3 separate regions of the Mus musculus genome follow, and all the other regions are linked to region 2. The links are chromatin contacts, called in public HiChIP or PLAC-seq maps. All regions are on one chromosome and are shown on one strand. Each heading gives the region's core, a stretch centred on a gene start, on an enhancer-like site or on the middle of the called end of the contact. The rest is flanking DNA. Distances are from core to core; before and after follow the strand shown. Region 1 overlaps Specc1l (sperm antigen with calponin homology and coiled-coil domains 1-like). Region 2 overlaps Cabin1 (calcineurin binding protein 1). Region 3 overlaps Gm5134 (predicted gene 5134).

The links. HiChIP or PLAC-seq counts read pairs in DNA pulled down with a chosen protein or histone mark.
Region 1: an H3K27ac HiChIP or PLAC-seq map of embryonic stem cells shows a contact between it and region 2, with 6 read pairs. The contact joins two enhancer-like sites. A contact is called at or near these places in 1 of 39 promoter capture datasets (neutrophils), 1 of 484 Hi-C or Micro-C datasets (the N1E-115 cell line) and 1 of 115 datasets of contacts at active chromatin or transcription factors (embryonic stem cells).
Region 3: a contact with region 2 is called in an H3K27ac HiChIP or PLAC-seq map of embryonic stem cells, with 7 read pairs. The contact joins two enhancer-like sites. A contact is called at or near these places in 5 of 39 promoter capture datasets (3T3-L1-derived adipocytes, the C10 cell line, HPC-7-derived erythroid cells and 2 more) and 1 of 115 datasets of contacts at active chromatin or transcription factors (embryonic stem cells).

Annotation. Positions count from the first base shown.
Region 1 is chr10:75,259,271-75,263,797 of GRCm38.p6, forward strand. Specc1l (sperm antigen with calponin homology and coiled-coil domains 1-like) reads left to right here. Exons shown (of 16, transcript NM_153406.3): 8 at 2,524-2,687; 9 at 4,009-4,100. Among named protein-coding and RNA genes, the nearest start is that of Specc1l, 49 kb to the left of the region's middle. Within about 2 kb of position 2,156, at least 5 of the 459 cell types and tissues checked have an H3K27ac peak or open chromatin away from gene starts, as enhancers often do. A contact at or near this core is called in embryonic stem cells, where this site is marked.
Region 2 is chr10:75,646,656-75,651,507 of GRCm38.p6, forward strand. Cabin1 (calcineurin binding protein 1) reads right to left here. Exons shown (of 37, transcript NM_172549.3): 35 at 1,402-1,566; 36 at 220-446; 37 at 1-32. Among named protein-coding and RNA genes, the nearest start is that of Susd2, 5.1 kb to the left of the region's middle. Within about 2 kb of position 3,301, at least 26 of the 459 cell types and tissues checked have an H3K27ac peak or open chromatin away from gene starts, as enhancers often do. A contact at or near this core is called in embryonic stem cells, where this site is marked.
Region 3 is chr10:75,999,551-76,004,524 of GRCm38.p6, forward strand. It overlaps Gm5134 (predicted gene 5134), which reads left to right. Exons shown (of 14, transcript NM_198635.3): 11 at 839-1,007. Among named protein-coding and RNA genes, the nearest start is that of Mir6409, 6.9 kb to the right of the region's middle. Within about 2 kb of position 2,816, at least 13 of the 459 cell types and tissues checked have an H3K27ac peak or open chromatin away from gene starts, as enhancers often do. A contact at or near this core is called in embryonic stem cells, where this site is marked.

The DNA.
Region 1 (4,527 bases), core at 906-3,405, 390 kb before region 2:
CTGTCTGGCCCTGCCTCTTGGTGGCTGTGTGCTCTCAGTTAACAGTGGTCATCTCCCTGTGCCCCGTGCCCCGTGCCTCAGTTCTCTCAGCTGTAACATGGAGGCCCGTGAGCTACTTTATAGTCCTCTCGTGAGTAAGAGAGCTAATGCTTGTAGAGGGATGAAGCAGCCAGCAGTAAACTTAAGTTACCAATTTGGAAAAACAGTCGATCAGTACAGTGTAAGTTTCTTTCCATCACTCACTTGAGGAAGTTCCTTTTTTTTTCAAAGTCCTCCAAATTAGTACCCTCCACACAGAGATCACTGGAAATTCATAAAAATGGCCACAGGAGATTATACCTGTGATATGTTTTGAGTTCCCACAGTAACATTCCATCTGAGTTGGGGAATGAGTTTATGTGTCAGAAATGCCTCATTTGATAGTTACCCTGAGTTTAGAAGTTGGTTCTGTCTGGCCATCCATCCATCTATCCATCCATCTGTCATGCTAGGGATTAACCTAGGGCCTTACATCTACCAATCACTCTACCACTAAGCCCTAAAACTCTGTTCTTGAAGGATCATTCCATGGGATCCTGAAAGTTTACTAGTCTTTATGTTTCAAGGAGATGCCTACCAAAAGACGCAGCATCTTGGGATGGAGAGGTGGAAGTGGTTAAGAGTACTTCCTGCTTTTCCAAAAGATCTGAGTTTAGTTCCAGCAGCTCAGGACTACCTGTAACTCCAGCTCCAGGGAACATGTTGCTCCCTTCTGGCCTCTGCAGGCCCCACACACTATTAAATGATGAGAGAGCCATCTTGTACTGTGCTGTTGTCGTCAGAGTGATGGAACTTTCCCAGGCTCCTTGCACTTAGTCTTCATAATAATACTAACCGGAAGTTGATGGTTTGCACTGATTTTTGCATTGATAGTGAAGAACAAAGGTAAACTTGGTGACCCAGGGCCTTCGTATCAAAGTCAAGCTCATTATAACATGTGCTAACTTTTTGTTTTTTTTCTAGTGCAAAACTGCCTAACAAAACATGGGTTTCACTTAAAATACCCTTGTTGAAAGGTTTACCAGATCCCAGCCCTGGAGTGCCCTGTTTCTAACCTTCCATGTGATAAGTGGAAGTGTGAGCCGGCACTTCCGCTTTAAACCCTGTGTCCAGGTATGAGGTGGCTGAGGCGAGCACCGTGCTGGCTTCAGTCTGAGCTACTTTCTCCTAGTAAGTGATGTGGTCCTGTCCATTAAGGGGACAGCTGCTGGTATTTGCTGATGACGAAAAGTCGGTCTTAAAAGGAGCCTGAGACAGGGTCTCTCTGTATGTAACCTGGCTGTTTTGGAGCTCACTATACAGACCAGGCTGGCCTTGCATTCACAGAGCTCTACCTCTGCCTCCACAGTGCTAAGATTAAAGGCATGTACTACCTCACCTGGCTAAATGCATTCTTTTCAAAATGTAATGGGCTAGAGAGATGGCTTAGCGGTTAAGAACACCGATTGCTTTACTGTAGATCTTGAGTTCAATTCCCAGCAACCACATGGTGGCTCACAACCATCTGTAATGGGCTCCTATGCCCTCTTCTGGAGTGTCTGAAGATAGCTACAGTGTACTCACATAAAATAAAATTTTAAAACAGAATGTAAGAAAAAAAAGTTTCTTTTAAAGAAAAAAAAAAGGGGGGGGGATGGAGAGATGCCTCAGCTGTTAAGAGCACTGACTGCTCTTCCAGAGGTCCTGAGTTCAAATCTCAGCAACCACATGGTGGTTCACAACCTTCTGTAATGGCATCTGATGCCCTCTTCTGGTGTGTTTGAAGAAAGTAATAGTATACTTACATACATGAAATAAATAAATCTTTTTTTTTAACATAAGACACATTATTCTTAACAGTTTTTGAATTTGGAAAATAAAGTTTTTTTTTTATAAAATATTTTTACTGTCTTTCAAACAGTGTCTCATTAAGACAGTAAAATGTTTTATGGCCTTAACTGACTCCATGAGCTTTCCGAGCCCGTTGGAGGCATTCTCTGGAGATACAGTAGTTTACCTCTTCTTAGGAAGATGGGACTTCTGGTCTTACTCCTTTGTGTGTCTCTGTGAAGCAGTGTTTAGCTGGATCCAGCATAGATGATCTCTGCTAGTGAATTCCCTCATGCCTGAGAAGGGCTGCGCCTTACTGGCAGCACAGAACCAGAGATTCCCAGTTGCGTCCGGCTGAGGCCGGTCTGCCTCCTGACTGACTGCTAATTGATTACTGTTGTCCTCACCTGACACTTAATGCAGATGGAATTTGATGGCTATTTAACTTGCTTAGGATCACCTGATAGGAACATTTCAGTATCATTTCCTGCTGTCTACCAGGCAAATAATATTAGGTCAGGCAATTGTGTTCAACTGGTACAATTAAAAAAGCTAAAAAACAAAAGGCAAAAGCAAAAACCAAACCCTAATAACTTTTAATGCTTTTCAGTCAGAAATTTTTAAATGGGCATTTTCTCATACATGCCATGCCTTTCTTTATTTTCCTGTTTTTAGGCAAGAGGAAGAGCGTGGCCGGGTGTATAACTACATGAATGCTGTTGAAAGAGATTTGGCAGCCTTGAGGCAAGGGATGGGACTGAGTAGAAGGTCCTCCACTTCCTCAGAACCAACTCCCACAGTAAAAACCCTCATCAAGTCTTTCGACAGTGCATCTCAAGGTAACTTGATTATGTGTGTGTGGATTGCAAGGCTTATGGTTCTGCTCACATGATGTATCCTCCTTGTCTAGTTCGGTATTCTATATCACCGTACGCCGTACGCTCTGAGTTTCATCAGGTTGACTATGGTATCATACAGTGCCATATAGCATCACTTAGTATCGCATGGTATCATGAGTTAAGGTCCATTCTGCAGCGTTCAGAATGTACCTCAGTTTAGAAATCCTGGTCTCAGCAGTTTGCCTTACTTCCCAGGCCACCCAGTAACTTTTCTCCCTAGGTGGGTCATACTCATTCCTGTGACTTCTTGTATCTTCTTTATGTGCAGACTTCTGGATACATAACGTTAGCTCCCAACCTTCCTCTGAATTCCTCAATCCTGTATACCCAGGTACCTTGTTGACACTGACACTTGAGCATCCTTATGCCAGACCAGATCTCATTCTCTGCTTCTTCTCTTCATTGTTCCCCATCTCTATTGTCAATAGAGTTCTACCCAGTTACTGAGACCAGAAACCTAGGAACCTAAGCTAACGTCTTTTCCTCACTGTTGAGCCTCCCCCATGAGCTTCCTTGTTCTCTTCTCTTTCCTCATCTCTAGAGTCAAAGACAAGAGTTCAAGGCACCTTCGACTATTAATTTCAGTAAATTTGGAATTAGTCTCATCTTTTGCCTTTGAGAGAGTTTTTCTTGTCTAAAATCCTGGATAATTGGAATGAAGTTCAGATCAAAGTTCTGTAACCTCAGGCTCCTCTTCTGTACACTGCAAGCTAGACTCTTGATGATCTAGCTCTTCCAGCGTGAACCCTGAAGATATATCTGCAATCTGTCATAAAAGCTGTATACTGTCTCTGTTTATATGTCTTTCGCTGTCTCTCTGTCTCTGTTTGTGTGTGTGTGTTTGTGTATTCATATTGGTTATTGAGATAGGGCCCTACTACGCGGCCCAGGTTGACCTAGATAGAGTAGTTTCAACTTGTGATCCCTCTGCCTCTGCCTCTGAAGTACTGAGGTTATAGGTGTTTGCTACCTTGCTGCCTCTTAGTTTCTTATAGAAATAGTGATGCTAGGGCTGGAACCTAGGGCCTCATGCGTGCTATAATGCTGTTCCACCGAGCTTTGCCCCGTCCTCTCGTTTTCTTTCTATCTTAGAGTTCATTGCCTTATGTAGTATTTTAGCCAAACATTGTGATTAAATAGCAGAAGTGAAGTGCTGGCCTAGAGCAGCAACCATTCGTCTGGTTGAAGAAATTCCTGTGCAGGACACATTCCTGTACCATGCTGTGTCTATCCTTAAATTTCCCATTTGCTCTTTTCCTAGTACCAAACGCTGCTGCAGCTGCGATCCCTCGAACACCTCTGAGTCCAAGTCCCATGAAAACCCCTCCTGCAGCTGCCGTTTCTCCCATGCAGGTAAGAGCCTAGGATCATTGAAGGTGCAGACAGCTTTAAATATGCATGTTAGATCCTCTTTCAGTCATGCACATGTCTCAGGTGGACAGATGACTGCCTCAGAGGGATGTTTGTTAGATTTGCTTGGTAAAATACCATGAGTATGCTTCATTGAGGCAAATTACAAATGTAAATTGTGATGCTGTTTTGGAAGCTTTGATCTCTCTAAGTCTGTAGGTGGCACATTTTATCTTTTGCTGTCCAATAGACCATTTGGCTGGAGAGATGGCTCATGGATCTCAGAGAGGACCTATGATCAGTTCCCAGCACTCATTGGGAGACCTCACACAATACCCTATGACTTGAGCTCCTTGGGCGTATCTGACCCTTTTCTGGGCCTCCTTGGCACGCCTGAATGCAAGCACACATATCTACACACTTGCACATA
Region 2 (4,852 bases), core at 2,051-4,550:
TTGGCAGCGGATTGGGCAGACAGGATGGCTGACTGCATACAGAGCAGGACATGGTCAGGAGTGACTGGCCTTACTCTGAACCTCTTGACATTAACCCAAACACTCAACCAGGGCCCGCAGTAACCTGGGCCCTTCCAAGTCTCCCAGCAACTCAAGCCCCTTTCCAGACCCCCTTCATGAGCCCCTGCAGCAGGCCCCCTTTCTGGTGCCCACGGTCACCTTCAGCTTCTGCTTGGTCTCCTCCGAGATGCTGCCTTTGGGGGAAAGCAGGGTAGGGGTAGGTGGTGTGACGGTGATCTCAGGAGGGGACTTGGTGGTGGCCGAGGGGATCACCAGCTTTGGCATGTTGGGCAGGAGGCGGGATTTGGCCCTGCTGGACTCAGTTTTGCCTTGATGGCTCTCAGCCGTCTGAGTACTTCCACTGCTGGGGACCTTAGTGCTGGAGGCTGTTGAGAGACCTGAGTTTAAGTTCCCTTGGCCTCCTTAGTCTGCCTGTCTCTTCTCTGCTAAGAACTCAGTTTCCTCCACAGGAAGTCAAGAGGGCCCACATCATGGATGCCTTTCTGGCCTGCCTAGGTTGACTGTCAGGGTCTCAGTCTCACCGCTGTTGCAGCCCTTGGAATGCTAGGTTTGTATTTGTAGCTAGGCACAACACAGGAGCATCGGTGGACTCTAGTGGCTCTTCTGAGATTTCACAGGAATTCCGAAAGGTCCCCAGCACCGAAACAACCCAAACCTTGTATCTTCTGAACCACTCCCTCTCAAGTAGGGGTTACAGGCTGGCCCTAGTCCATTCTGTGTCTCCTGGAGGCCAGAGGCAGTCAGGGCTATGGGCAGAGTGCAGATCTGGAACCTGGCAGCCGCCTGGGAGCTGCAGGAGCTGGGAGCAGCCTAGCTGTCCTGGCATGGCTCCACATTCTTTCAGCCTCATCTCTTTAAAAGGAGTGGGAGCTTATCCAGGGCCTGCCTGGTCTTTGTGAGCTGGCGCCATGTCCTTCCCTCTTGAGTGGTCTGTGGGAGACCTGGCCAAGAGGTCTCAAGGGGCCTAGCTGGTAGAGTGGCTGGAAGGAATAAGGGAGGGAATGTCTGTGCTCCATCTCAGTGCCCACAGGGACACCTCAGTGATGGGGCACAAACTCCTCCCCACACAGTACTGCCCCCTGGGCTCTGTAGTACTACAGGCCTAAGAAAGACCCCCCCCCCCCAGTAGGACCCTTCTGTGGAGCTGGGATGAAATGAGGCTGTGGGTCCTGCTGATGGTCTGGGACAGACTCCAGCCAGGATTGTCCTCACTCCCTCCTGTGCTCTGTACATCCGTCTGTCCTCAGTCCACCTATGGCTGTCATCTGTGTGCAGCCTACTAGCAGGAGCTGGTGCGGGGCTGCTCCTAACTGGTCTTACCTTGGCTGCAGGTGGGCTCAGCTCCTGTCTGGCAAGCAACCTCCACTGGCCAGCAGTGTTGCTCAGCCAGGTGACCTGTGGCAGCCATTTTTATCTGGTGACTGTAGCGTGGTTCTTGGGGTAGAATGCTGGTGCCCTCCGTCACTCCTGATGCCTCTTCTCCCTCTGTGGAGACACAGGCCAGTGACAGGGAACATCCCCATTCCCTGGAGCAAGCCCCTCCCCCTCCCCAGGATCCACGTTTCTGTGCCAGGCCTTGCAGGACCTGACTATGCCCTAGGACCTATGACCCTATGACGGGAATGCGGCGCTCTATCTCCACAGGAGCCAAGGACCAGCAAAGCACAGGCAGGTAGTTTCAAGAAATGTATCACACCTTAAGTAGACTGTGTCTGTGTGTGTACAGTGGGGCCTGACATAGCCAGGGCCATAATCGGAGCCCTCCTTGGTCTTCATGAGGTGGTGCCATGTCCCTCTGTCCTGAATGACAATCTGTGGGATGCCTGCCTGGCTAGGAGTCTTGAGGGGCCTGACTGGCTAGAGAGCGAGAGAGACAGTGTTCTAAGTTGCTCACGGGACACAGCTCTTAGACTTAGGTAAGATACCGCCATGGCTGTCAGGAGTGGGCTTATGTGTGAGGGTGCCTATCCCTCCTCCTGCTCACAGGAATGGTGATTACAACCAGAGTAAAAACCACCAAAGCTGTCAACTAAGACCAAAGTAGGAAGGAACACAAGGGTACCATATCTTCCTGCTGAGCACAAGGCAGGGCCTTGGAACTGGTCACATGTGGTTGGATGGAACTAGGGACACAGCTGTCCCTGCCTTTCCAGTGAGGATCTCTCTCCCATCTCCCCACTCATTCAGTTCTCACCCTGCCCCTGCCAGGGACAGCCACCTCCTTCCTTCAGCAGGGGAAAGGCAGGAACCTGAGTGCCATGGGACTCTTCCACCTGAGCCTCCGTGGTCCAGAGGGCTCCTCTTTTCTATCTCTTTATTTAAAGAGGAGTTCTTGCTCTGGATCTCAGGATAAACTCATGAGATTATCCAGTTTCAGCTCTGGAGGAAGGTATGTCCTACCACACCCAACTTGGAGAAGACCGGATCTCACCCGACCTGAGCCACTCCCTCTTTTGTCTTCACTGCCTGGAAGTCTGGGTCATAGACAAACAATGGCTGGCAGAGTGGAGCACCTCAGGATTGCCCTGCGGCATTCTTAGCACCACCTCCCATTTGCAGGGTGGAAATCTAGATATACACCAACCAAACTGCCTTCTCTGGGCCTGGACCCAAGGCCGTACCCATCCACAGAGGGCAGCGCTCCACCTGATGCGGCTGGCTGGCTTAACAGGGGTTTCCTGAGTGGCAGAGGTGGGGGTTAGGACACACAGGCAGAACAAATGTCTGGCTTTGAGTTGGGGGCAGAGATAAGGATGGTTGTAACTAGCTGGAGGCCAGCCTGGACTTGAGACACTACTCAAAAAGCCAAATACAACAAAACTTCTCCAGAGTACCATCCTTCTAGATGATCTGGATCAACATGGCTGACTTCCCTGAGGTGGACCAAGGTGCACTCTGGGTAGGATGGGTGTCAGGTGGCTGGCTCCTCCTTCCCTGCAGCAGCAGCCTCAGGTGGCCAAAGTGCCCCCTTACTTGTTTACTATTCAAGGTCTTCAACTGTAACAGCAAACACTGCTGGGAATTCTTTTTCCAAATACCCGAAAAACAAAAAAAAAAAAAAAAAAAAAAACTGGCCAGATGGTGGTGGCATTTAATCCCAGCACTTGGGAGGCAGAGGCAGGCAGATCTCTGAGTTTGAGGCCAGCCTATCCACAAAGTGAGTTAGGACAGCCAGGGCTACAAAGAGAAACCAAAACAACAAAACAAAAGCTGGTCACGGGGTCCCACAGGCCTGCTTCAGGACCGCGTGGAGCCCAGGCTTCCTTCCTAAAAGCATCCTGAGGAAGGACAGTACTGAGAGGTGTCCAGCGGAGATGTGGACATAGGGGAAGATACTCACGAAGCAAGGGCACCTCTTCCCCTCACTAGGGCTAGCCTGGCCACTCAGGACGCCATTAGGAGAACCCATTCCTGTTCTCTGGAGTAGATTTAAAGCCTGGCACCAGAACTGTGGGGGTTGTCCCAGGAGGCTTGGGGCTTGGCTCAGACTCCCCTGGACTCTCAGGACCTGGACCAAGCTGACATTGTGGCCCCTACATTCTGTTTCTACTTGCTGTCCTAACTATTTTCTTCACATGACAGCTTTAGGAAAAAGGAACTCTCCTTCATTAAGGTGGTGGGGGCTGGGCATAGGCTGGGACTGCATGGGTAGATGTAGCAGGCAGGATAAGCCAGGGCTAGATCACTGCACTGGCCAGCGTGGGTGGGGAGGCAGAGCCACCAGGATCTTTCCGCAGCTGTCTTCTGGGCCCTCCCATATGTTCCTTGGGAGGCTGTTGGGTAGGCAACTGTGCTCCCAGGTGGCTTAGTCTTCACTTAGCCCCACGTTCTAACTTCTTGCTATTAAAGTCCCCCACATATGTCTGTCAAGGGCCTCTGTAAGCAGGCTGTACCATCAACAGGAACAGCAGACCCAGCCACTCTGCTGCACTAGCCTATCACAGCTGGGCAGTCTAGGAACTGGTGAGGCACTCTTTCCATGAGGGTTCGACTAGTTGAAGAGATGCAGGATGTGGGCCCTACAGACATGGCTGTTCCAAACTGGTCCCCATATTACCCCAGAGAGCTCTGGTGATCATGGAAAATCCCCACAAACATGTGCTGATCTGAGTCGGAAGGCAGGCTGGTCAGGGGATGGGTGTGCCCGGGCCTTCTGGCCAGGCCCAACCAAGTTCTTGCTAAGGGCTGTCCCTATCCACATTCGTCAGAGTGCTACTGTGGAATATACATACAGAAGGAGGTACTCTTCCCCAGAGCTAACCTCCAGAAATAAGATATGAATTGTAGGATTCTGTTTGCTTGGAGGCAGCCTGCCAGCCAGCGTTCAAAAGTGGTGTAGCTGCCTACCTGCTGTGCTCGCTCAGACAAGACATCAACAGAACCAGGCAGAGGTCCCATCAAGAAAGACAGGCTGTCACCCACTCAGGAGAGCAGCTAATGACTTCAACTCAATTGCACAGGAGACCATCAACTAGGAACAGCCCACTCAGAACACTGGGCCTGGCACCCCAGTCCTCAGATTCTCCAAGGTCGTGGGGCACATGGGTATGACCTTGGGTCAGGACCCAGGGAAGGCAGCTTAGTGGGTGTCATGGCACTGTAGGCATGATAAGCTGAAGGGAGAACAGGTCAATGGATCTGTGAAGAAACGCAGGATGGGATGGAGGCGCACAGGCTGACTCAGTCAGGTGGAAACCCTCATTCCTTTCTACCCTGCTAACGGGAGGCGGCACTGGGAATGCTGTGGGAGACTCCTGACACGCTCCATGAT
Region 3 (4,974 bases), core at 1,566-4,065, 350 kb after region 2:
TACTGACTAAGAAACAACATTCAAGGTTCTAGGGAGAATGACTGAGGTAAATATAACAGTCTAGGGGAGCCAAGTACTGCCAGGCCCTACACATAGCACAGATCACCAGCCCATTAGCCACCTCTATTCCAAGCTTTGTGGGCAGAACACAGGTTATATATCTCTTCCTTTGAAGAGACAAGGATATGTGTTTCATATTCCTGGTTTCCCAGTGCTAATCTGTGAGCACAGAGACCTTGTGCCTTCAGAGATTGAGGTAAAAAAAAAATCTCAACCAGACTCATCTCTTCGCTGCCTCAAAACATGTATTTTACCACCAAAATGTAAAAGATGGGGAAAAACATTCCAAGCAATTGGAACTAGGAAATAAGGAGGTATTACTATTGGAACAACATAGACCTCAAAGTTAACCTGAAAGGATGAAGAGAATCATTTCATAATGATCTAAAGAAGAATCCCGGTGAACTCAACTTTATAAAATAAACACCACCAGATACAAAGAAACAGACTAGTCCCAACTTAATAGTGTGGGTGATGTCAAAAGTCCAGTCTCTCCAACTTACTCTACCCAGAAAACAAACAGAAACATCTGATTTTAATGGCAGGCCTCATAGATGGAATAGATTCTAGTAGACATCCATAGTGCATTTCTTTCAAACACCAAAGAATATACATTCTCAGCAGGCAACCAAGCTTTCCCCCAAATAGGTCAGAACTACAACAGTAGTAGTCATAAAAATAAACACAAACAACTAAGGAAAAGCTACTAGTTAGGATTTTTTTTCCTTTGCAGGAGGAATATCTTCAAGTCATCACTGAGTGTTGGCTTTATTCACAGGTTTTTTGTTATAATCTTGCTCGCCGTCACCATTGTCTGGATCCCCATTATAGAAATGGCCCCCAATGAGATACTGTTCGAGTACATGCAGGTTCTTAAGAGCTGTCTGACCCCGAGCATGACTGCCGTCTTTCTGCTGGCTGTCTTTTGCAAGAGGGTGAACGAGCAGGTGGGTGTTCACGTGGAATGGTGGGAGGGGATGTCTTCATGCCGTAGATATCTTTACAAGATCGGCCTTAGCGATGTCTCTTGTGTATCAGGAGTTCACACGGGGCCATCATCTCTTCCCTGAGAGATGATCTCTTGCCCAGTAGGGTTGATCTAAACTCAATGTTGTGTGCAGGGAGGGAAAGGAATTTATCTCCTTTGTTTTCTTCCCTTTGTAAAACTTCTGTCCCTGCCAGACGAAGCTGCCCCCCCCCATTAAGCTTGTGGAAGTGATAAAAACCCCTCTGCTGCATAGATGCCTCTAGGAAACTGCCCCTCCATTGGCCTCTGTCCACAGAGAGAGCCCACACTTTGTATTAAATCACAGTGGTAGATTCCTTCACTGTCTCTGGGCTGAGACGATTATTCGAACTGTCTCTTCAGTTCCTCTTCAGACCAAAAAGAAAGAGAAAAAAAGACCCTCCCCACTTCCAAACCAAAGGTCCCAATGGATGGTTTATTTTATCAACAATCCTCCGTGTATAAACTGACGGCATGACCGCTCCAAGGTATAGCTGATGAAGAGAAGCTTTTACTATAGGCGTGAGAGAAAACAGCCAGAGGTATCAGAAAGAGTCCAGAACTGAGAGAGAAAGAAGTAGACTTGACATCGCCAGTGCAGAGAGGAGGGAGGGGTGGGGGAGAGGAGGGGGCGGGGAAGAGGGGGAGACAGAGACAGAGAGAGAAGAAAGTATAGTGAGAGAGTTAGGAGCAGAGTGGGGGAGGGGCACGGCAGGGATCTCAGGGTTATTAAGGAGAATGAGTCCGTTCAGGGAGGGACTCCATGGGCTGGTGAGGGTTTAAGGTAAGGCAGGAGATAGGATGTGAGATCCCCGCTATGGGTGCTGGGAACTGAATTTAGATCCTCCACAAAAGCAGCAAATGCTCTTAACAGGTGACGCTTTCTCTCCACCACCACCCCCCACCCCGCCCACATCCCTTCAAATACCCTGTGTTACTATTTTCCTGCATTCAAGCTCCTGTCTTACATCCACCCCAGCCCAAAAGAGTCCCTAGATTCGACCCCTGAGCCAGTATCTAGTCCTTGCCTTTATCGAGCAGACGATTAGGGTAAGAAGGAGGAGCATGCTAGCATGGACTCTGAAGTGTATAACAGGGACTTGTGATACAGAGGGAGTCCAGAGGCCAGCGTGAGCTTTGATGTGCTGATAGGCACCCCAAGTAGTCATATATCTATTCTGCTAGTGACTCCACTCCTTTTGGTAGAGGGACCAGCTTCATAGTTAACTGGGGAATGCAGTCTTTTCTATAACTGCCAGAAATCCTCTTCTAGTCTAGATTGAGCACATTTCTGGATGTTTGGACTGCCTTTCGGGAATTGGGATTTCCTTTAAAGGCATAATTAGCCTGAGTGTCTTATATTTCTTATTTTCTTTCTTTGTTTCTTTGTTTCTTTCTTTCTTTCTTTCTTTCTTTCTTTCTTTTGATTTATGTCTTAAACTTTCTTGTAACCCTGGACAGAATTGAGCAGCCTGGCCTTGCACAAGATCCCATGCACACACCCAAGGCCATTTGTGATCTGCCCCCCAACCCCCACACACACTTGTGTCAGATCCTTCCTTCTCCGTGGACAGCCCACAGTTCCAGGCTGCTCCAAACCGGTAACTGCTGAACTGTCTCCTACCCCCTCGACCCTTCTTCCTTCATGGACTACTTGCTTTGCCAGGAATATATTCTGGCTGCTCCACCTGGCAGAGATTCTCTCTAAGGCCCATCTGTCTCAGCTGCTCAGTTCCTTAGGCCACCTGCCAGGGCTGCCAGGCCACCCAGCTCACTAAGCCTTAATTTAGCAGCACAAATGTCAGGGGAGTAACCTGGGCCTCAGAGTGGCTTAGCTTTGTTCTCCTTGGAAAGGGATGGGCTGGAGGGGAGGTGGTCACAGAAGTCTACCTCTCTCTGCTGACAACAAAACTTGGGATATTGGGACACCCCCAAAGCTCGCCCACTGTCCCTGGCTCAAGGTTGCAGATATACTTACTGTATACACTTTCACGGTTGCCTCTGTTAACCTAAAGCATTTTGTCAGGCTCTCTCTCCTTCCCAGCTCTGCACAGTGTAATCATTTGCTTCCTTCCTATCTCCTTCAGGAAGTGACCCCTTTGGGTCCTTTGACCAGACGCAAAGCTTTTGTTCCCCCTCTGTAGGGATCCTGACTTACATCCACCCCCAGCCTGAAAGCATCTCTAGGTATGACGCCTGAGCCAATATCTAGTCCCTGCCTTTGTAGAGCAGTCAGACAATCTAATTGGGGGAAGGAGATGACATAAAGTGAGCTGACAAATCTTTGTGATGGTAACAGAGTATTTAAGAAGGGCTGTGAGGCAGGGTGGGGTGGGGTGGGATGGGTGGGAGAGATCAGTTCACTTGTTAAGAGCATTTCCTGCTTTTGCAGAGGACCCAAGTTCAGTTCCCAGCACTCACGTCGCGTATATCAAAACTGTCTGTGACCCCCAGCTTTAGGACTCCATGAGGCCTCTGGACATGCATGTGTGCAAACCTATACACAGGCACTGTCCTGGCTGGTTTCATGTCAACCTAACAGGAGCTGCTAGAGTCATCAGAGAGGAGGGAGCCTCGGTGGAGAAAATGCCTCTGTAAGATCAGGCTGTCGGCAAGCATCTAGGGCATTTTCTTTTTTCTTATTTTTAAAGATTTATTTATTTTATGTATATGAGTACACTGGAGCTGTCTTCAGGCACACCTGAAGAGGGCATCAGATCCAATTCCAGATGGTTGTGAGCCACCATGACCACATGCTGGGAATTGAACTCAGGACCTCTGGAAGAACAGTTAGTGTTCCTAACCACTGAGCCATTTCTCCAGCCTGGGCATTTTCTTAGTTAGTGATTGATGGGGAAGGGCCCAGCCCATTGTGGGTGGAGCCATCCCTGAGCTGGTGGTCCTGCGCTCTATAAGAAATCAGGCTGAGCAAACCATAGAGAACAAACCAGTAAGCAGCAGAGAAATGGTGTAGGGGGTAAGGCCTACATCAGCTCCTGCATCCAGGTTCCTGCCTTGTTTGAGTTCCGGTCCTGGTTTCCTTTGATGATAGGCTATGATGTGGAAATATAAGCCCAATAAGCCTTTTCCTCCCCAATTTGCTTTTAGTCGTGGTGTTTCATCATAACGATGGTAACTCTAACCAAGAAAGGCACATAACATAATTAAAAGTAATAAAAGATAAAATATTTTAAAAGGACTGTGAAGGATCATGAAGGTTACAGGGTGGGCTATGTGGGTGGACAAACAGGGACACAGCTCAGCGGGAGAAGGAACTGACCTGGAATCAAAGAAGTTCTAAGATGTGGGGACAATTCTAAGCAGGAAGAAGGGCAAGGGCAAGAACTCATGCCAAAAGTGAAGTGGGCATCTTTGGGATGCAGAAGCAGGCTCAGCTGGGTGGAGATGAGTGACCAAGTGGGGAGTAGTGAAGCTTGGTGAGGTTAGCCATGGTGTAGGAGTGAGGCATGGCATAGGGGTGAAGCATGGTGCAGGCGTGAAGCACACTATAGGAGTGAGGCTTGATCCTGGTGACAGGTGCTGAGAAGTCACTGGAGGGTCCAGGAAGAGGCTTGGCATTCTCTAGTCGATGCTCCTGCAGAGCCAGGGGACAGTTAGGAACAAGATGTGGCCCCCTGAATGAGAAAGGATGGAGGAGGCGAGGGCCATGGGAAGGGACTGGGCTCAGGACACATTTTGGAAGCAGGGGCCAATGTGATTCACTGGAGAATGAGGGAGAAGAGCAAAGAAAGGGAATGAGCTGGAGCTGGCTCCTAGGTTTGACCCGAGCTTCGGAGCTGGGCTCCCATGTAGGGAAAAGGAAGATGAAGCTCTTTCGGACACAGTTTGAGATGCCTCAGTTAAAAACATTCCCAACTCTTCCTAAGTCCCCTGTAAGGGACAGTACC